Regions from separate parts of the Sus scrofa genome. Here region 1 is linked to region 2. Evidence: chromatin contacts called from public HiChIP or PLAC-seq data. All regions are on one chromosome and are shown on one strand. Each heading gives the region's core, a stretch centred on a gene start, on an enhancer-like site or on the middle of the called end of the contact. The rest is flanking DNA. Distances are from core to core; before and after follow the strand shown. Region 1 overlaps C1H6orf183 (putative uncharacterized protein C6orf183 homolog). Region 2 overlaps FOXO3 (forkhead box O3).

Evidence for each region. HiChIP or PLAC-seq counts read pairs in DNA pulled down with a chosen protein or histone mark.
Region 1: an H3K27ac HiChIP or PLAC-seq map of alveolar macrophages shows a contact between it and region 2. The contact joins two enhancer-like sites. A contact is called at or near these places in 2 of 2 datasets of contacts at active chromatin or transcription factors (alveolar macrophages and skeletal muscle).

What each region holds. Positions count from the first base shown.
Region 1 is chr1:75,315,678-75,322,469 of Sscrofa11.1, reverse strand. The region is part of intron 16 of C1H6orf183 (putative uncharacterized protein C6orf183 homolog); the gene reads right to left. Among named protein-coding and RNA genes, the nearest start is that of C1H6orf183, 91 kb to the right of the region's middle. Within about 2 kb of position 1,314, at least 10 of the 83 cell types and tissues checked have an H3K27ac peak or open chromatin away from gene starts, as enhancers often do. A contact at or near this core is called in alveolar macrophages, where this site is marked.
Region 2 is chr1:74,633,881-74,640,768 of Sscrofa11.1, reverse strand. All of the region lies in intron 1 of FOXO3 (forkhead box O3), which reads right to left. Among named protein-coding and RNA genes, the nearest start is that of FOXO3, 7.6 kb to the right of the region's middle. Within about 2 kb of position 4,493, at least 35 of the 83 cell types and tissues checked have an H3K27ac peak or open chromatin away from gene starts, as enhancers often do. A contact at or near this core is called in alveolar macrophages, where this site is marked.

The DNA of each region.
Region 1 (6,792 bases), core at 65-2,564, 680 kb before region 2:
TCCACTTCTCCACTTACATACAAACCTCCTCCTGCTCTCCTGCTCCCTCTGCACTGCAGAGGCCAATTCCACTTCCCTCCTCTACGGCCACTCTCTCCCCCTCTGAAGTTTCTCTTCTCAGACATTCAACTCATTTCAACCAGAGATTTCTCAACTGACATTGAAACTTGCTCATGGCTGTCTTATTTTTATTTTTGGTCACACCCACGGCACATGAAAGTTCCCAGGCCAGGGACTGAATACAAGTTGCAGCTGTGACCTATGCTTCTTGCTGCAACATCAGATCCTTAACCCACTTTGCTAGACAGGGATCAAACCTGTGCCTCTGCAGTGACTCAACCCCATAGCCCTCCTTTTCTTTCTTTCTTTTTTTTTTGGCTTTTTAGGGTCATACCTGAGGCCTTATGGAAGTTCCCAGGCTAGGGTCAAATCAGAGCTACAGCTGCCAACCTACACCACAGCCATAGCAACGTAGGATCCAAGCTATGTCAGCGACCTATCCCACAGCTCATGGCAATGCCAGTTCCTTAATCCACTGAGCGAGGCCAGGGATGGAACCCGCATCCTCATGGATACTAGTTGAATTCATTACCACTGAGCTATAACAGGAACTCCTAGCCCTCTTATTTTAAAACATCCTCACACTCTTCCCCAGGTTCCCATGTCTCCTCCTCCTCACAGTCCAGCCACCTAAGATATTACCTGTATTCACTGCCTCCATTTCCTCACCTCCTACTTTTCACTCATTCCCATCTGGCTCCTGCCTCCACCAAGCCACCCAAACCACTTTCACTGAGTCCAACAATGACCTTTGCTCACATCCAGCAGGCTTTCTTTAGACATTTTAAGTAATCTCTCAGGAGCTTCTGACACAGTTCAGCACTCCCTGCTTCTTGACCCAGTCTCTGCTCTGGCCTCAGGGACTCCACATTCTCTTTGCTCTCACCAACTTTCTAGCCGTTTCTTTTCTATCGGGTCATTAAATGGTGGCCACAACACTCAAGCCCCAGTCCTAGGACTTCCTCTTTTCCTGCTGCAGTCCTTCCTTAAGAGACAGCACACTTCGACAGATGAGATTACCACCTTTAGACCATTAGTTCCTCAATTCATATTTCCAATCCAGGCCTCCTAGAGATCCAGACCCACATATCCAAATACCTATTTGGCCTCTGTTCCTAGGCCTCTCAAAGGACTCTCAAAGTTAACATGATCAAATTATGTGATCTTCCCCCACAAACCTAGGCCACCTCCAGTTTCCTCATTTTAGTAAATAGCACCACCACCCATCCACTTCCTCTACCATGAATCATTCCTGACGTCTCTTTCTGCCTCACCCTACATGTCCAATCAATCATGAGGTCCTGTTGATTTTACTTTCTATCTCTCAAATCCATCCACTTGTCTGCATCTCCACCACCCACCATCCTAGTCCAAGCTGTTATTATCCTGCAGTAGGACTAGTCCAGGAGCTTCTAAACTGGTCTAGCCTCTTAATTAGTCCACATCCCCTCTGGCCTGGGCTTATTCTCCCCTCCATTGTATTCACTACTGGAAGAGGATGTTTTAGAAGTGGAGTTTAGATTATGTCATCCCTTCTTCTTTTTAATATCCCAAAATGCTTCTCATTACTCACAGACAAAGCAAAACTCCATAAAAAAGTCTACATGGTCTGGCCCCTGCCTATCTCCCACCAGTGGTTTTGAATCAACTGTGATTTTTGCCCCCCAGAGGACAACTGGCCATGTCTGGAGATATTTTTGGTTGTTATAACTCGGGGGGAGGTGCTCTTGGCATCTAGTGTGTAGAGGCCAGGCATGCTTCTAAATATCTGACAGCACACAAGAGAGCCCCACACAGTGAAGAATTATCAGGCCTCAAATGACAATAGTACCAAGGTTGAGAAACCTGAGGCTACCTTCATTTTGTATCACTTTCTACCTAGATCACTGTATCGTAGCCTTCCATGTCTTCTTTTGATTATTTTAGGGGCCATGCTCCCTTGAGCCTTATGCATAGGCTTTCCCCTCTCAATGGAATATCTTCCTCCCTCTTTGCCTACTTAAAGCCCCTTCATCTTCCAACATCAGCTCAATCATCACTTTCACAGTGAACCCCCTTTAGCCTCCTATGGCACCAAGTATCTTTCTTTTGACATACTTATTGAGGTCACTGTTTTACATTTATTATGAGATTATTGATCAATATTTGTTTCACTCACTGGATTTAATTAGGACAAGGAACATGTCTGGTTTTGTTCATTATTGTATCAGTGCTTAGCACAGGGCTTAGAAAATAAGTAAAATAGGGATGAATGATTTTGGAATATTTGCACATAGATTTCTTTTAGTCTATGATTTTATGTTCCCTACTTTTTGTTTGTTTGTTTGTTTGTTTTTTTGTCTTTTGTCTTTTGTCTTTTTAGGGTCACACCCATGGCATATGGAGATTCCCAGGCTAGGGGTCTAATCAGAGCTACAGCTGCCGGCCTACGCCACAGCCACAGCAATGCCAGATCTGAGTCACGTCTGCGACCTACACCATAGCTCGCAGCAATGCAGGATCCTTAACCCACTGAGTGAGGCCAGCGATTAAATCTGCAACCTCGTGGTTCCTAGTCAGATTCATTTCTACTGTGCAATGACAGGAACTCCTGTTCCCTACTTGTATTTTTAACATATACCAGTCAGAATTCCTGGGTTTTGCCTCTATGGAGTCTCATCTTATGTCATCACAGCCAAACAAAAGCATTCTCAACAGAGGCGATAATGTCAAGGGTAAAAAGTAGTTCTTGGAGGGAAAAAAAATCTTACTCTTTTTATGTATGAAGCACAAATATATAGACAGTACATAAACAGATATATGGCATACCTCTAGTATTAACATTTCTTTGAAGGGGAGTGATAAAGAAAAGTCTAAAAAGTCCTTGTGTGAGAAGTAATAATAATAATAATAATAATAATAATAATAAAAAGTTAAGAAACACTGGCCCTTTGGAGTTCCTGTCGTGGCACAGTGTAAATGAATCCCACTAGGAACCATGAGGTTGCCGGTTCAATTTCTGGCCTCGCTCAGTGGGTTAAGGATCCGGTGTTGCCGTGAGCTGTGGTATAGTTCACAGATGTGGCTCAGATCTGGCATTGCTGTGGCTGTGGCTGTGGCTGTGGCTGTGGCTGTGGCCAGCAGCTGCAGCTCCAATTAGACCCCTCCATATACCACAGGTGCAGTCCTAAAAAGCAAAAAAATTAATAAATAAAAATAAAAGATTAAAAAAAAAGAAACATTGGCCTTTTTAAGGCTGAATAAAACATTTGTTAAGAAATAAATCATTTATGATATGATTTATTTCATAATATGATATCATTTATATCAATATATAAAATTTTATATCATATCTTGCATTTTAAATGACTAAAAATACATAATATTTATCATCTTAGCCATTTTTAAGTGTACAGTTCAGTGGCATTATGTACATTCACATTGTTGTACAAACATCACCACCATACATCTCCACAACTCTTTTCATCTTGCAAAACTGAAACTCTGTGCCTATTGTTATTGTTATTGATCAATAGCTTCCTACTTCCCCTTCCTATCCCCTCCTACAACCATCCTACTTGCTGCCTCATGGAATTTGACTACTCTAGGCACCTCATATAAGTGGGATCATACAATCTTTGTCCTTTTGTGCTGGCTTAATTCACTTAGCATTATCTCCTTAAGTTTCATTCATGTAGCACGTGTCTGAATTTCCTTCCTTTTTAAGGCTGAATAATATACTACTGCATGTAGATATCATATTTGTCTACCCATCAACAGAACCTGGGTTGCTTTCATCTTCTGGCTACTGTGAATAATGCTGTTATCAACATACCTGTACAAATATGTCTTAGAATCCATGCTTTTATTTCCTTTAGGTATATACCCCGAAGTGGAATTGCTGGATCATCTGATAAATCTATTTTTTAATTTTTTTGAAGAAGCACCATACTGTTTTACATAAGCAGCTGCACTGTTTTATATTCCCACCAACAGTACACAACATTCCAATTCCACCACGTTCTCATCAACATTTGCTATCATATATTTTTTTTCTTAGTTGTTACATTCATGAGTCATTTAAACTATGGAACCAATGGTTCCCAGTTTTTTATCCCCCATTTATTCATTCTTATAAAAACTGTGCTAAGTAAACAGTTGTTGGATAGAATCCATTTATATGTAAATTTTAAGCAGTCATTACATCCTGGCTCTCAGTAGATTTGTCAATTGGTTTGTGTATGTGCACTGCCTATTGTGTAACTACAGGAATCCCTCTGGAACCTTCACAAACAGGGCAGATGCTCACCTGCTTGGATAGTTAATTGGCAATATTAGAAAGGTAGACAAGGGCTACTCTATGGGTCTTTTCAATTCTCTGGCTTTTGACAGAACATTGTAAATCAACTATAATAGAAAAAAAAATCTTAAAAAAAAGAATTCCCTGGCTCTATGATTCATTTTTACATGCTGTTCTAAGTATACCAGATGATGAACTACTTAATCTCCCTCAAGAGACTCCTCTTTAATGAAATGCTCATTCAATTATAGATTTTTAATTATTCAAGCTGAAATTTAGAAATCTTCTAATAAATAAAACTGAGTGTTTCTAAATAATGGCTATGGTTCATAATTCTCCATCAAGAAGGTATTTCATAGGTAAACATTTCTCTGGTAGGTGGTTGTTTTTGGTTTACTTTGCTTTTTACTGATTTTTTAGGCATAAAACTTTTTAATCATTAGGAGCTTCCTTTGACTAGGAGTTACAAAAGTGAACATATTGTTTTTTATGAAATGATAGGCATCAGTGGAAAAGAGAAATGAGTCTGAGAAAATTATACGTAACATACAGAAATCAAACAGCTTGCTTAGGTTTATAAGCTAGCATGCCAGCTTCTGTTGGCATTTAATTCCTATCACCTTTTATGCAAAATGAGCTCTCTGAAGAAAAAAAGAACAACTTAATGTAGTATGCTTTATCTACTTTACTGGAAAAGACCTTTCTTTCCCGGTGTTCTTTTACAGGGGAATTTCTTTTCTTTTCTATTTTGCCACATCCATGGCATACAGATATTCCTGGGCCAGAGATCAAACCTGTGCCATAGCTGCGACCTGAGCCACAAAAGTGACAACACCAAGTCTTAACCTGCTGAGCAACCAGCGAAGTCCCAGGGGAATTTTATAAGACTTTAAAGAAATGGCTACTGGGCTGAGTTCTGAAGCTGATGGAAAGCAACAACAGTGTCAAGATGCTGAATGTAATGCTGTCATCTATTTAAATGGTTTTTTTCCTCTTTTTCCACCCCACCTCATTGTTTGAGCCCTTTATATAGACATACATATTCCTTCCCTTTCCCTCCTTGAGTTCCTATGCCTGAAATGTATGCTTGGAGATGAACTTTGAAGACCAAATGGCTAAAGTACCTCATGTAGGGTATGGCTATATAGCAGTATTTCCTTTTTATTTTAATTTCTTCCACAGCCATGTGGAAGACCTTCCTTCTAATGTTGGAGTAGTGTAGAGAGTTGATCCTTCAATATTATTCTTGGAGGAGTGGCAGGAAAAGGAAGGCAATAATTACCTGTTTGACTAAGATATAATCTGATCTTCTGGATGATTCATATTTTGAAGTCTGCCAATTACCTGATGCAAGAAAACTATTTGAGTATAGTAACCATATGAGAATTGGTGCTCATCATTAATTATTTTCACTCTACTAGTTTCTGCCATCACTTGTTGTTGTTGTTGTTTTTGTCTTTTTTTGTCTTTTTGCCCTTTCCAGGGCCACTCCCGCGGCATATGGAGGTTCCCAGGGTAGGAGTTGAATTGGAGCTGTAGCCACTGGCCTATGCCAGAGCCACAGCAACGTGGGATCTGAGCTGCGTCTACAACCTACACCACAGCTCACGGCAACACCAGATCCTTAACCCACTGAGCAAGGCCAGGGATCAAACCCGCAACCTCATCGTTCCTAGTCAGATTGTCAACCACTGAGCCATGATGGGAACTCCTGCCATCACTTGTTAATACAAAGTTTAGGCCTTTTGGCTCTGACTAGCTTGCCTTTTTCTAAATCCTCTTTGCATCACTTTCTAGTAATAAACAGTAAGAGTAGTAATAATAATAATTAATAATAACCCAGTCTAGGAACTTAGCAAACTTGTTGGATAAATGACCCAAAGCTTTGGCTACAATCTTTGAAAAGGAAAAAAAAAAATCTTCTAGTCTCTGCCTCACCTGCAGAGTACAATACTTTATCTATTTTTCTGCATTTAAATAGCATGATATACTTTTGCAAAGGATTTTCATGTAATATTGTCTTTTTGTGACCTCATAACTATTCTATTACGGAAAGAGCCTTTCTTTTGCCCAACAAACATTTATTAGATACCTATCATGTAAAAGATATATATTCAACTCTCTACTTCCTTTTGCAACCTGAACGTCTAATAAAAACATCAAAAATTTCAGGAGTTCCCGTCGTGGCGCAGTGGTTAACGAATCGACTAGGAACCATGAGGTTGCGGGTTCGGTCCCTGCCCTTGCTCAGTGGGTTAACGATCCGGCGTTGCCGTGAGCTGTGGTGTAGGTTGCGGACGCGGCTCGGATCCTGCGTTGCTGTGGCTCTGGCGTAGGCCGGTGGCTACAGCACCGATTCAACCCCTAGCCTGGGAACTTCCATATGCCTCCGGAGCGGCCCAAGAAATAGCAACAACAACAAAAGACAAAAAGACAAAAGCCAAAAAAAAAAA
Region 2 (6,888 bases), core at 3,244-5,743:
AATAGAAGAGAGGGACGAGATGTGGGCATTCTCACTCAGAGATCAGGGGAACTCAAGCCTCCTCCTACACCTCCAGCCAGGATAAAGAAAAAGGAAATTTAAATAGCACAAAGTAGCCTATGAATGATTAACATTTTAATTATAATCTAAGCAAAGCCTTTTTGGGGAGTTCTCCTGGTGGCTCAGCAGGTTAAGGATCCAGCATGGTCATGGCAGTGGCTTGAGTCGCTGCTGTGGTGCAGGTTTGAGCCCTGGCCTGAGAACTTCTGAATGCTGCAAAAAACAAACAAACAAACAAACAAACAAAACAAAACAAAATCCCAAACCTTTCTTATAGTTAGGCAGGCAAAATGGGTGATGAGGGTCAAAAGGTACAAACATCCAGCTATAAAATAAGTTAAGTGCTGGGGATGTAATATACAGAGTGGTGACTGTCATCAGCACTTGTGTATCTCGAAGCTGTTGACAGAGTAAATCTTAAAAGTTCTCACTTCAAAAAAAAAAAAATAGCTACACTTATGGTGATAATCATTTTGCAACACCTATAAATACCAAATCATCATACTGTAAACCTCACTCTAAGAAATGATGTCAATTATCTCAATTAAAACATAAAATAAAACCTTTTTATTCTTCTCCTCTATCTGCAATCCTACCTGACCCTCTCTTCTGCCCCTGAGAAGTTTCTTTCTTAAGGCTACCATAACAAATGACCACAAACTTAGGGCCTTCAAATGACAAGATCTTACTCTTTCAGAGCGCTGGAGTCCAGAAGTCCAAAATCAAGGTGTCGCAGAGCCACGCTCCCTCTGAAAGCTCCAGGGGAGGGGTCGTCCCTGGCCCTTGCCTTGCTGTGGGTATCTCCCAGCCATCTGGTGCTTCATGGCCTGTAACTGTTCTGCTCCAACTTTTGCCTAAGCATGCACACAGCTTTCTCTGCACCTAGTGTGTCCACTCCTCTCCCTCCAAGGACAATGGATTTAGGGCCCACACTAATCCAATATGACCTCATCTTAAGTTACCTAATTACTCCCAGAAAAACTTTATTTCCAAATACGGTTGTATTCTGAGGTTCCAGGTGGACATGAAGGTGGGGCGGGTGGGGGATACTATTCAACCCACTACAGTTCCGAAATTAAAATAAACCACTACCACCAGAGTTCCCATCGTGGCTCAGGGGTAACAAACCCAACTAGTATCCATGAGGATGTGGGTCCGATCCCTGGCCTCACTCAGTGGGTTAAGAATCCCGCGTTGCTGTGGCATAGGCTGGCAGCTGTAGCTCTGATTCGACCCCTAGCCTGGGAACTTCCATATGCCACAGGTGTAGCCCTAAAAAGACAAAAAATAAAATAAATTGAAATGAAATGAAATAAAACAAAATAAAGGAAACCACCACCACCAAAATTTGGGGCAAAGTGGAGGAAGGTAACAAATTACAGCTTCACAGAACTAGAGAAGTTTAGATTCTAAAAAAGTCCAAAGATACCACCTCAGGTGGAGCCTTGAGTACTAAATCTGAATAGGGACTAATGTAGCTTTTGCCTTTTTCTCACCTGTGGGAAAATGAAAGTCTTGGAAAATATCAAAAGTCTCAAATAGAACAGCACTAGCACACAGAACAATCCACTGATCCAGACTCTAAACATACTGCGTAGTTTGGTATCAGGTATAGATGAACAATCGCATGTATTATCAAGAGTGGAGTGGCAAAAAGAGGTAAGGCAGAGGAGAATATTTTTCAGCTTAAAAGGCTTTCATTTAACTATTTGGGGGTGGAAGTGGACCATGGGTCTTAGAAGCCCAATTTCCTTTAAAACAAAAGTAGTTATCTTAGGTTTTCAAGCATTCCCTCCAAATTATCCTGTCTAAATGATGACATAAGCCTACATGGAACACTATATATTAGAGCTCTTTTTTGTTTTTAACCAAGGTATTATTTAAGGTAGGTGGGGGAAAGAAAACCTTGAGATTAGCTGAAAGACTTGTATATACTCCCTCTGCTGGCTCTAAATTTAAAGAAAATTCTCAATGGCTTCAGAAGCCAAGTTAATTTTATTAAAATTGGCTTTTCAGAAGCCAATTAATTTTACTAGACATCTAAAAAACAAGGAAAAATATGATGTAGATTCTCCAACACATATACACTCAAAAGTCTTCAAAGAAATAAGAAATTACAAAACACATACTGGAAACTGCCAAAGGCAATCTGTTGGCTTTATTATGGGTTCACTCCAGAGGAAAGCTAATGCATGTGGTTGTCTGTGATAGGGGTCACATCCTACCTTGGCCTTGCCCCCTACGCGTGTGCCACAGAGTACTCTGGGCTCACCTGTCTCATCTGGACACCCAGGCATGGAGAGCCCCTGTAAGATAATCTGGCTTCTTCACCACAAGCAATTACTAGAGTAGCAAATTAGTGCAAGCCCCTCAGGCCATCAGAGAAGTTAGTCCACTTCACTTAGTAATATTATCCCAAAGTAGTGACTGACACCCTGCAGAGAAAACTTCTCAAAGATTAAAACCTTAAAAAAAAAAAAAAAAAAAGTCCAAGTGAAAAAAAAACCAGCTTGGAACATACTCTGATCATACATTTGTGTTTTACCAGGTAGAGGGATGCATCACAATATTCTATGGATATTTCCTATCGTACTTCTTTTTCCAACCAAGGAAACTGCAATACTGAGAAAGGAAAGTTGTGAGGTCAAGAATAAAATGTTTAGAGCCTTTCTGGGTAGTGATACAATCAGAATCAGGATCCTCTAAGATAATCACTAGCCCAACAACCTATTCAGCAAACTACCTCAGGGCATTCCCTGGTGGCCTAGTGGTTAAGGACTCGGCACTGTCACTGCCCAGGCTCAAGTCACTGCTATGGCATGGGTTCAATCCCTAGCCAGGGAATTTCCATATGCCACAGGCGCGGCCAAAAAAAAAAAAAAAGAAAAAAAAGACAGACTACGTCAGAAGAGCTGCAGACGGGCCCTGGAAAGGCCCAACTCACAGAATGCTCCCTATCTCTTCTTCCTTCATATGTGACTTCTATTTTCCAACCCATAAAAATAAAACTTTAAGTGCATCTGGGATTTAAGCGTCCAATGCAGATAACTTAGTTTTACACAAGAGCTCTGTTCCCTTAAGAAGTAGGTAAATACATTTTAGGCTGAACATGCCATGACTCTTTCTAGACATATTGATGCCACATAAAGTGGGGGGCCCGCACAGAGGACAGACTTGATTTCAACTTTCTCTGAAGGAAAGGTCACCCTAAGATCAGGTTTTCCTCAGTTTCTGTGGTGGGTAAAGACTGATGAAGTTTTCAGGGACTTCTACATTAGGAAACAAGACACTGCAAGAAGCGCCTTAGACAGCAGAACATCATTTCATAATTATACTACATCATATCAACACTAGGGAGTCTGGGCCACCTCCATAGCTACAAGTATCCAAAAGGCATCACCTCACTCCTGACTCACGTCAAACCTTTTCAGTGTCGCTGTCCCAGAACAAGGCTAATAAGCTCATGCGCTGAGGACATGATCCCAAAAGCAGCTCCAAGAGTTCCCATTGTGGCTTGGTGGAAACAAACCCAACTAGTATCCATGAGGACTTGGGTTCAATCCCTGGCCTTGCTCAGTGGGTTAAGGATCCGGTGTTGCCATGAGCTGTAGTGTAGGTTGCAGATGTGACTCGGATCCCTTGTTACTGTGGCTGTGGTGTAGGCCGGCAGCTGCAGCTCCTATTCGACCACTAGTCTGGGAACTTCCATATGCCGCATGAGCAGCCCTAAGAAAAAAAAAAAGAAGAAGAAGAAGAAAGAAAAAAAAAGAAAAGAAAAGAAAATCACTCCAAGTATCAGAAATGCCTTTGTCTGGTAGACACCTTCCTTGCTGTCCAGGCTCTCACACTGTACTTGAGAATATACAGGAACCACAGAAAAGTGACAAAGAAACAGGCAGGAGTCAGGGGGTGGGCAGCGTAGGGTGGGGCTGAGAGAATAGGCTTTTCTAACAAGGTGAGCTCAGAGTGCTGAGGAAAAACGCAAAATGAGAAACACAACTTCCCTCCTGCCAGCCAGCCTGCCTGGAGGATGGGGGAGGGGGAGCAGAGGACAGCAAAATGAAGTAAGAATTTGCAGAAATGGAGGCACTAACTCGAACAGCTGTGAAACCACAATGGTTAGCAAGAGACATTACAGAACACTAGTGCCCTGGGCTCACACGGACACACTCTTAACTCCACCCCTGCTAGCTGTGTGTCTCTGAGCTAGTCACTCACATGCTCCTGGCCAGTTTCCTCACTTGTAAAATACAGTCGTTAGATGATCTTTAAGACTTTTTTGGTTCTGCATTTGAGGCAAGAAGCAATGCAGATGATTCTACTGCACCAAGACTCCACCCCCCCACCACCCCCAAGAGGCCAGTCCACCACGGCCCCACAGGACAGAACTGGTGACTTAAGGTTAGTTCAGGGCCACAGGCCTGTCTCTAATCCGAGTGGACTTAGGAAGGCCCCAGCTTCACTGAAACAGACCCAAACTACAGGAGCCATGTGACAGTGGTCTTGTGCCTCCAAAGCAAACTAAAAATGATCTGCAAAGAGCTAAAGACCAGCTCTCTAAGTCAGAGCTCAACATCAACTTTGCCATTTGCCGGTAACTACTCTGCGGAGAGCCAAAGCACTAAGGAGAGCAGAAGTACAGATGGGGAAAAAGGCAAAGAGAAAGGACGTTAATGACAAGTTTACAAAGCAGAGATTTGCAAGTTTACTTTCTGTCTTCCCGCAAGAGAACATGAACTGCTGTGAACTGGAATCTTATCTGCCCTGTGCTACCACTGCATCCATGGGCCCGGCAGAACACCCTGCATGCTGTATGCTTTTGATAAATATTTGTCAAATGAATGAAATGGCATGAGAGGCAAATGGCTAAAAAGGGTTTTCTCTTTCCAATCTTTGACTCACTTACTGTACAGCAGCTGTAGCATTTACTGACACTAAGCCATCTACAAACACGGCATCCCTCACTCCCTCTACAGATGCAAAAAGCCCAAGGGGCCCTAAGGGCCCCTCCACAAGTGATACAGGAAAAGTTGAGGAGAAAAAAGAGGAGCCAAAAATAGGATCAGTCTGTTCCCCACAGACAAGATGAATGGGTATGAGAACAAAATAAATTCCATATTCTCTCCAGTCCAGGGAATCTGGAATCGGATCAGCAAAGGATAAGTTGGGTACCTCGCTAGAAGGCACTGGCTTAAACAATCACACCTTTGCATTTCAGCAAGATCTTTGATGAATGGGCCTGCTCAAATTTCTGCAGACCAAGTAAATGATTTTTTTAGTGAGGCAAGGCTTCTTCATTAATCTTCCAAATAAAAACATCTTACAGGTATTGAGTAAGAATCATGAGTATTAAAAAATTTAACTACAAGATGTTCTTCTATGGTGTCATTCTCTTAAAATAGAACCCTCCTAAAAACTCCTAAAAATAAGTTTGCATAGTTTCACTGAATTTTCTAAGGAGGAAATAAAATATATCAAAACAAACACTTAGCTTCTTTTTAAAAGAGTCTCTCTGCTACCCAGGGCTCACAGATCAAAGTCTAAAAGGGCCAATTTCTTCACTTCATTGGTCGATGACACAGCTTTGCAAAAGAAGAAAAACAGTCCCCCTAGTGTACTGCTGCCCTACAAAGAGGAAGTATGTTAGTTGAGAATCACCGACAAAGACAGCACTGCCAAAGGAAATTACAAAACAGCGTTCTGGCAACCGGGGCCAGGCTGAAGACAGATTCCTCGTATGGCACGACCGAAACTGGCCCTTTGGTGAGTTACTCCAAAAGGTGACCGAGGGCAAAATTAGAAGCCAACATGGAATTGCTGTGACTTTGTCATCTTGAAACTTAAAATTTTTAACGATTTTTAAACATCAAAGTTGCAGTTAAAATAATATTTTCTTCATTCAATCTCTTGAAATGCAACTGAATGCGTTCATCTAAAGAGGAGACGGTGAGGACATTAGCAGGCATTACGTGGCAGGTTGGCCTTCCTCTTTTAACCCTGGGAAGCATCAGTAAGAGGATGCATTCTCACATAAAGGAAGACCCACTCTCCTGAGGAGTCATCCACTGCAACAGCAGCAAAGTCCTCACACGGTATCTTACATTTGTGAAATTACAGGACTCACTACAGAAACTCAGGGCTGCCTATCATAATTGTGCCCTGACTCATGGGAAAAGCAGGCGTGCAGGCATGTGAAGGAGAATCAGTGATAAACAGGCCTTCCCAGGTAAACCCTGGAGTCCTAGAGGTCTGCCTGAGACAGGAGGAAACAAGAGAACCCACCAATTCAATTAAGGGTGCTGTGCAAGTTAGCTTAATCTGAATTAAAGGAAATGTAACCTTTTCCCCTCTTAACCACATCTGATCATTCATTTCTACTTTAGCGCCTGAAGTAAGGGAACCTGTGAGATAGCCATCACCTTTCTCCCTGGCACAGTTAGCATCTGACAAACTTAAAGTAACCAAGAGCTTCCTCCTTTTGTTAAAATGCTCTTTTCTGCCACTTTCGTCACTTCATAGTTCCTAGTACCCATCCTGATAGACCCCAGACAGCTTTGCAAACACTGTGCACTCACTTAGCCTCCATTAATATTTGTCTATCTTTTCGATGCTGAAACAATAATAACCAAGATGTTTTTAGATTGAGAGGCAAATACACTTTTCAGGAAAACAACCTCTAGTTATTTAAAACTATTCAGTACTTAGTAAATAACCTTAGAAAGGATCAATTTAAAGAGAAAAATGGTGCGATAAAGAACAAAGATCTCGGAGTTCCTGTTGTGGCTCGGTGGTTAACGAATCCAACCAGGAACTCAGTGGGTTAAGGAT